Linked DNA regions of Drosophila melanogaster: region 2 is linked to region 1. A link is a contact called in public ChIA-PET data. All regions are on one chromosome and are shown on one strand. Each heading gives the region's core, a stretch centred on a gene start, on an enhancer-like site or on the middle of the called end of the contact. The rest is flanking DNA. Distances are from core to core; before and after follow the strand shown.

Region 1 (4,169 bases), core at 941-3,440:
ATGAAACCAAAGATCTATGGCCGCTAACTTTATGGCAGCACTGTTTATTGAACTACAACTTGATCAAAGGTTATCGCAATGTTCCCCCTTATCAATAAAACCCAAATCTGTCGATGGGCGGGGGCTTGGGCACAACCAATGCAATCTCCAGCCGTGGAGTTTATCGTGGGGATTTATACTTTGCACCGGCAGTGAGCCAATGATAAGGTTTATCAGGGGAATTAGCAAACAGTAGCTGTGTTGAACTGTGTGGCGGGGAGGGGCGTCTTCCACATAGACACAGGGCATATAATTAATTTGGCATAACAACATATGGTCGGGCCCACACCCACCCACTTCACACTCCACACACATGGCTGAAGTGGGCAACCCGAGTGACTTTGAAGACTAGATATGGTTGAGTAATCATGCGCACGCGAGGTACAGGTGGACATCTATAAATACCACTGAGCAGAAGTTGAAAATATAATATTTAGAAGCCAGGTTTTTTTTTTTTAACATTTTGTGCTTTATTGAGAATCCACTTTATACTTATGGCGCTAGAAAAACTGTTTCAACATTCAAGCTAATCGTTATCATGTAATATTGTCACCGGAATTGCCGACATATAAATGCCCTAAGTTTTCTTTAAACTTAACGTCGTATATATACACGCATGGTTCATTCTTCGTTAATCGTTGGATATGGGATATTGGTCATTTACAGGCCAGTGCTCTTGTTCGAGCCCAGGACGTACTTGTTGTAGCCCTGGTTAAGCTGCTCCAGAATAATGAAGGTCAGCACGGTGTGGGGACCCAGGCGGCAGTAGTAGGGCGTGAATCCCTTCCACAGCGCAAAGACTCCCTCCTGGCGGGCCACGCGCAGCAGGACGTCGGCGGTGCCGCGGTACTCCGGCTTGCCATCGACCATCTTCATGTTCTGGATACGGGTCTTGGCAATGTCCAGCGGCATGGAGGTGATGGTGGTCAGTAGACCGCTTAGCATGCTGGCGCAGAAGTGCAGCTTGATGCCCTCCTCCATCTGAAGGGGTCCGTGGCGGAAGTAGGTCTTGAACTGCGAGTAGCTGGCCAGTTGGGTCATGTTCACGACCATGGCGCGACCCACTGTGGGCAGACTGCCTCTCCACAGAGCCGTAAGTCCCTCCTCCCTGGTGATCCTGGCCAGGGCGTTGGCCACATTCGTGTAGTTCCTCCGCTCGGCCACCGGCAACCTGCCGTCGGAAGTCATGCGCACCAGGGCCACCTCCGCGGGCGTGCCAATAAAGGCGCCACAGGCTCCGGCGATCGTGCCCATGGCCATGCTGTCCGTGATGCCGGGACTCCTCTGGAACTTCTCCCTGAACAGGTCGTTCAGATACGTGTACATGCCCAATCTTCCCGTGGTGTAGGTTGCCTGTCTCAGCAGAGCAGCTCCGATGCCCTGGTAAAGGGCCAGAGGTCCTTCCTTGCTCACGATGGTCTGGATGCAGTGCAATGAGCTGCGGTACTCCTTCTTGCCACTGCCCGCTCCAGAAATCTGCATGCGGGTCTTGACCTGCGGATTTGGGATCACATATTCCAATAGATTAAGTTATTGGGCCAGGGAGTTTATCCAGTATATCTTACCAAGTCTAGCGGCTGCACCACCATGGTGGCTCCCATTCCGGAGAGGCCGCCGAAGAGGAACTTGATGGCATTGGTGGCCACCGCCTTCTTGGGCGCCTCCTGGACACTCGTAGCGCTCATTTCCGCGGGACTTCGATTACACAACACTAGGGTAAATGCGTAATATGCTCGCAATTTCCAGTTATCGTTGCCCGGAAAAATCGACTCTCCGCCGCGGGGGAATATGGAAAATGCGGAGGGCAATGGGAAAGCGCCTCTATTCGCCGATGGCACAGTTAATAATGAATTTTCACCGCCGCACGCACTTGCCGAACAGCTGATATCGCCGTTTGTTCGTGTGGGTTTTAGTTTTATTTCCTAGATTTATTTTCGCACCGCGAATGTTGTTCAATGTCAAATGCGGCGCCTTTCCTCGCCCGGTTTATTTTTATTCTGGGAGCAAGTGGCACGTGCTGCTTGGCTGCAATTTGTTGCGTGGTCGCGGAATGTTTGGCACCGAATTCCTTTTTTATTTGCCTTTTTTCAGCCTGCAGTTGAGGAGAAATCGAATGCAGCCAAACCACCAACAACACGAAAATACATCTGGTGACGACGGGCTTGTTGTTAGTGGGCCACAGCTGATGACGTGTGTGCGAGTGAGAGGGAGCGAGCGAGAGCGACGGCGCGAGAGCGGCGGCGCGAGAGCGCAGCAGGGTTGCCAGGTGTGGTAAGAGAGAGTATAAAATGGTAATATAACAAACTGCATGTCAACTTATTTGTAAATGTATAAATTTTGTTAAGATAATGCAAGAGTTAATATATATTTTAAAAGTTCGGGATTTTAGTTTATATATAATATAAATATAATGTATATAAGCATGCTCTGGAAACTCTGAAGAGTAGCCGACGGTGTTGCTAAACGCCAAACAGCTGAGCGCCTTGACCGCACTTTCAAACTAGAGAGCGCATCGTCCAATTAGCATTTCCTAGGTATCTTGTATCTTTTTGTCTTCTTTTGTTTACACAATTGATTCACCCACACACAATTAGAATTCGCCAGATTTCTCACAGAATAACACCTTTGCGCACATATGTTTTCTTTATCTCGATTGCTGCCTTTGTTTGGAGTCTGCTTATCGACGCACGAAGCAGAATGTTTGCTGCGCTTTTATCGTAATTGCGATAATTAGAATTCCAATTGGACCGATTTGATTGTGTGCCATTTCTGATTTGCTTTATACATTCGTCGTTAATGGAACTACAGTAAAACCGGCTGAAAAGAATTCTGATAATAACGAAACATATTGTATCAAATCAACTTATAATACTTCCATTATAGCTTTTCCCAAAATAAATATGTACCGCCTTCAATTCTGTTGTAAGGGAATGTAATATAGTTATTTTCGCTTAGTATATTTAGACCATCTCTGCTAATTTGCAAGATACATATTATGATGAACGCACGCTTGCAGATACACATACTATTGCTTTCTACACGCTCGACAACCTCGGCAAGGCCGTACCGCATCGAAAGACGTTCCACGAATACGGATCAATGGTTTCCGAGAATTTACCGAAAATGACAGATAATGACGGTGGAGCTTGTCGCACAACATGTTATCATTAAATCGCACTCGTATCTCGGGACGGCATTCACTCAGCTTGCCGGGGATTCAGCCATCCAAGCGCATTACGCGCATTCGTTCCGCATTTCTTTTGGAGCACCCAGTGCCCATCCCACTTCTCCACCCCCAACGACGACCTTGGCCCCGACCCCCTCATTCAATCAGAGGCGACTCAACAGATTGCCTGTCGTTTGCCTGCCATTGGAGCCGAAGCAATTCCAATTCAATTTTAGCTGCGATGACGAAGCCGGCGACAACGCTTGCTCCAACAGGGATTTTCGCATTTTTTGTAAAAAGAATCCAAGTGGGCAGGGGCAGCTGGAGGTGGCGGTGGCGGTGGGCATGGTTCCAGGACAGGCACATTGTAAGCTATCAGCAGAGGAAGGAGCCAAGCGAAATCTCCAGCTGTCAACCGGGCTGTAGATAAAAACTACCTCCCGTGCAGGACACTTTCCGCAGTCCTGCCCCCCGCCTCACACATTATAAATACCATTCACGAGTGGAACGGACCCCCAGCCACTGTAAATATCCTTCGACTGCTCAGACTGTCGAGCAAACATGTAGTTCACATGCACTTGCGGTCAAAATAGTAATACTTCCTCCTGAATAAATCTTAAAAAATATCCTATTATTCATTTATATTTTATGATATATGTTGGTATTGTTAAAAGTTACTCTAATCATTACTCCAAAAAGGTTTTAATATTTTCAAAATGAGTTACTATCCATTGTTCCGCTGCTGTTAAAGTAAGCAACCGGTGTGAAGGACATCGTAAGTGAAATCGAACGCTTGGACTTACGGCGGGAAAAAGGCGACGAGGCATATAACCTGTGTGGATTCGATTGTGACAATCTATGGGCACAGAAAAATATTGAAGAATAGATAAAGGGTTCAGAGGAAGCGAGTTGTTGCTTTTATATGTTCATAGTTTTATTTAAAGATTTAAGAAAAAAGCTGTGG
Region 2 (3,931 bases), core at 154-2,653, 70 kb before region 1:
TTAAAAAAAGGTGTAGAGATTTATTTCACGTTGAGATGGTAAGAATGTGATAGAAAATATTATGAAAAATATCTCCTTGGGAAAATGAACACCTATTTTAACAATTCACTACAGTTAACATATAATGATAAATGTATTAAGGATGTACCACCTTTTTTCTTTCTCTGCAGTGCTGCCACCAACAAAAGCTGAAACATGTCCATTATGTCGTCGGCTTGGCTGGCTCTCTTCACGCTTCAGCGGCTCCCGATGGCGGAAGCGGCAGGGTGACTGGGAGGGGTTGGGGTTGGTACCATGGAGGCGGGGCAGTGAGAAGGGAGGTGGTCGAGAGAGGTGGGAAGAGGGGCTGAACGGGCGGCGGTCCAATACAAACAATATGAGGCGCGCACACAGTGGCACACAGTAATCATCAACAGCCAAGGCAACATGCGCAGCATGGCAACAACAATGGAAATGAAATCAACAAAAATCGTAGCAAGAAATGGAAATCAATCAAATAGATATGGGAAATTATAGATGCTCTACCTCACAAGCTCAAAAGAATCAGCAGGGAATCTAGAAGGATTCCAAAATTAAAGGGATAAACAAATAGGATATCAATTGAGCGGAATACATTTCTTTATTCAATAAAACTGGAATAGAACTTTAAAATAGATAAATCTAAAACCATTGTTTATCGTAATAGTAAAAAGTCAATAGAAAAATCCTAAAGATACTCAGCACAGATACTTTTATAGCTATCAAAGTTATTATTTTACGAACTTGAAAGGGTATTCACCGTGTGTCAGTAGAAGTTAAGATGGACATGCGGTGTAATAAGTAGCCGTTGGCCATCGACGAGGAAAGTTGGAATCACCGCGGGATCATTGCTACTTTACTTAACCCCGGTCTCGACTTGACCACATACTCCCAACCCAGCGACTCGTCTCTCGGTGCTCTTTTGATGACTCCGACGGCTGGACATCTCAAGTGGCCAACTCGACTGCTTCTGATTCAGTGGGTAAAAAAAAAGCAGAAAAAGGGAGGATCTCCGGCGGGGGAACAATGGAAAAGTGCCTTAAAATGTTGACAAATATTTAACGTGCAGTGGCCGCAAAATTATTTGATCAAGACCCCCGAAAATATATACAGAGAAAGATCTTTTCACCCGAAACACACAGCACAGCCAACAAACACACCGAGATATTGTACAAAATTAAAACTGAAACTTGAAGACATGCGGCTAATGAGATTTCCTTGCGTCATTGCCCCATTCATGCGTTTCGATTGCGATTTGTTTGCTTTGTGTTTTTTTTCGGTTTTGGTTTTGGATTTGGTTTTTGGATTGTGATTCGCCTCTTGCTTGCTTTCGGTTGCCGCGACCCCAGCCCAATATTTGAGCAATCGGCGGATGCGATTGTCTCTAGTTCTGTAAGGTTTCCCCGGTGTGCTGCCCACCAGGTCGCAACCAACTCCTCTCAGTCTCCCCTTGCTAGTGGAAGCTGGCAACTGGTAAGTGGTAGCTGGTAACTGGTAGCTGGGAACAAGGAACTTGGAACTGTCAGCGGCAGTTGGTTGTGAACAATGCAGGCGACGGCGGCACTCCAAAGTGGACAGGGTCGAAAAAAGTTAATTTAATTTCGAGTGTGTGCAACAATTGTCGTTCGTCCCTCGGTTCTCGTTCTTGGTCCTTCGTCCTTCGTCCTGTGCGTATCCCTTTCAGCCGGAGAATAACAATCGCAGATACAGAGAGCACACTCAACCACCCGCCCAGCAGCCCGCCTGCTTTGCATATTGTTTTACAAGATTGCAGGCTTCGGAATCGCTCCTTCGACTTATCTTTGAGCCACAAGGAAATCTCATTAAATAACTTCCTGCGCTTTCAAGTCCTGCCAGCATCCTGTGACAGAATCCTTCGCTCGTCTTTGCTCTCCTCGGCGAAAGCAGCGCAGAGGGGGGCAGGGGCAGCAGAAAAGCTGAAACTTTGAACTCTCATGTATTCGGATTCGTTCAGCGAGCCATGAAATTACATTTTGCTTTTCTTGCGGCGGAAGTCTTCCTCTTGCGGAAGAAGCTGGCAAGAAGCAGCACACACGTCAACCGGAAAGCCATGGAAACGTGAAATTTTGTTAAAAGTTCAAGCAAACTTTATGTTTGCCACTGCTGGCCTGGCATTTTGTCAAGCGAATTCTCTGCTGGCAAGTTGCTAGAATTATTGTGTTGTGTCAAATGCAGATGCGTACAGCGGAGGCCAAGATAATAGTACTACTAAGGCTAAGAGGTTAATAAAATAGTTTAAGCTAGTATGCATAAATTTTATTCTCAAACATGAACTGCCAAAACAAAACCCTCTCATATGACACACGCCAAGTAGGAAATTATCCAAAATTAGTGTCACAAAAAACGGCATATCACATTCTCCTCCCAGCCGGAAACTCAAATTTCAAACAACAAATGGCTCAAGCAGCTCACAATTTATACAATATTGCGAATTCCGGCAGCCGAGCATTTGACACCTCCAACAGGCCGATTATACAATCGTTAACTGCAGTTTTCCAATCTAAGTCCCCATCCCCATACCAAATCCTATTCCCACTCTCAGCCGAGTAATTCGAGCTGGCCAAGATACTCAGTTCCTGACTTTGGCCATTGACACGCTCTCAGGGTGTTAATATAATTTTCACCCAACTGTCTGTATATATGTTCTGAATAATTCCTCTAATATAATATAACATGAACCGAGTGCCGAGTGCCGGGGGAGAGAAATTGAGAGCTCTATGAAGATGGTAATCATGACCATTGTTTGGGCTATTCGCATAAACACTGTTTCCTATTTTTTAACCCCGCTATCTAACCCTCAGTTGAGAGGACTCGCCTCCTCCCCCTGGAATAGTAATAATAGTGGAGTTGCACGCCCCTTTGAGGCAACTGTTATTAGTTGGAAGGGCGCGTGGTTTCGTTCCCATCGGCTCAATACTTACCACCCGTGTTATGTATGCCCATGTAGTGCTCGACTTCATCCCAAACCCAGAGTAATGACATCTCTGCCTCGCCGGGGGCACTATTTAGTTTTGAACGCGACGGCCAGCTGTGAATTTTATTTGATTTAATTAAACACGATTGCATGGCCTTGCATAATGGCCGTCGAATTGACAGTTGGCCACTTGGATCGCTCCTCGGTTTGAATGGGTGAAAGCTATCTATAAGCTATACTATCTATATAGCTCGGCATTTGTATGGAAAATCGGGGGATTGACTCGATCCAAGGCACTGATAACGGGTCAAGTGCAATGTCATACCCAACGGCAGATTTACTAATCTAATTTCAGTTCAGACACAGATAAAACAGCAGATTAATTTGTAGTTATATTAAATTAAGCATAAATGAATATGCTGTTTAAAATCTACGAAATACTATTCCAGTTCGAATATGATTGATTTTTGGGAAAAACCATATTACGTGATTAACATTGAACAGATGGTATTCATTATATATTTTCAAACTTATAGTTTTCTACCTTTTTAGTTTTCTATCTTTAAATTTTAGCTCAATACAAGGCAATATCATTTAACTCATAATCTTGAAGCAGTCGATGCATTTAGATTTCACGAAACAGGAAGTAAATTTCTTCGAAATAATTCAATTGAGGAATCACTTAACTCAACCCACTGCTGGATTATCGGAAAATCTATTCAATAAACAAGTTAATCGGCAAACCGCTTTTGCATAGCAAATAGAGCTGAGCAAATGCTCACATCGAATCCAAGTCTGGGTCTCATCCCAGACTTATCAGCTGGCGGGGATGCAATCAAACAGTGTGGCTAGGAACTGGACTGGAGCGATGATAAGCAACTGAACTCTTGACATACAGAGCGATAGAAATATATAGACATACATATATAGACATCCAGCGATCTGAAGCTATAAAGTCAGGCACTTGGCCGTCGGCGC

Evidence for each region. ChIA-PET counts read pairs in DNA pulled down with a chosen protein or histone mark.
Region 2: a contact with region 1 is called in an RNA polymerase II ChIA-PET map of the S2 cell line, with 8 times the contacts expected there. The contact joins the promoter of Obp99c here to the promoter of CG1907 in region 1. A contact is called at or near these places in 37 of 107 Hi-C or Micro-C datasets (the Clone 8 cell line, the D17-c3 cell line, the Kc167 cell line and 12 more) and 2 of 6 datasets of contacts at active chromatin or transcription factors (the Kc167 cell line and the S2 cell line).

The regions. Positions count from the first base shown.
Region 1 is chr3R:29,617,086-29,621,254 of dm6, reverse strand. CG1907 reads right to left here and starts at 2,190. Exons shown (of 2, transcript NM_143446.3): 1 at 1,605-2,190; 2 at 497-1,533. The coding sequence starts at 1,724. The coding sequence ends at 700. alph (alphabet) reads right to left here. Exons shown (of 7, transcript NM_143444.4): 7 at 4,098-4,169.
Region 2 is chr3R:29,686,783-29,690,713 of dm6, reverse strand. Obp99c (Odorant-binding protein 99c) reads left to right here and starts at 1,403. Exons shown (of 2, transcript NM_001276148.1): 1 at 1,403-1,491.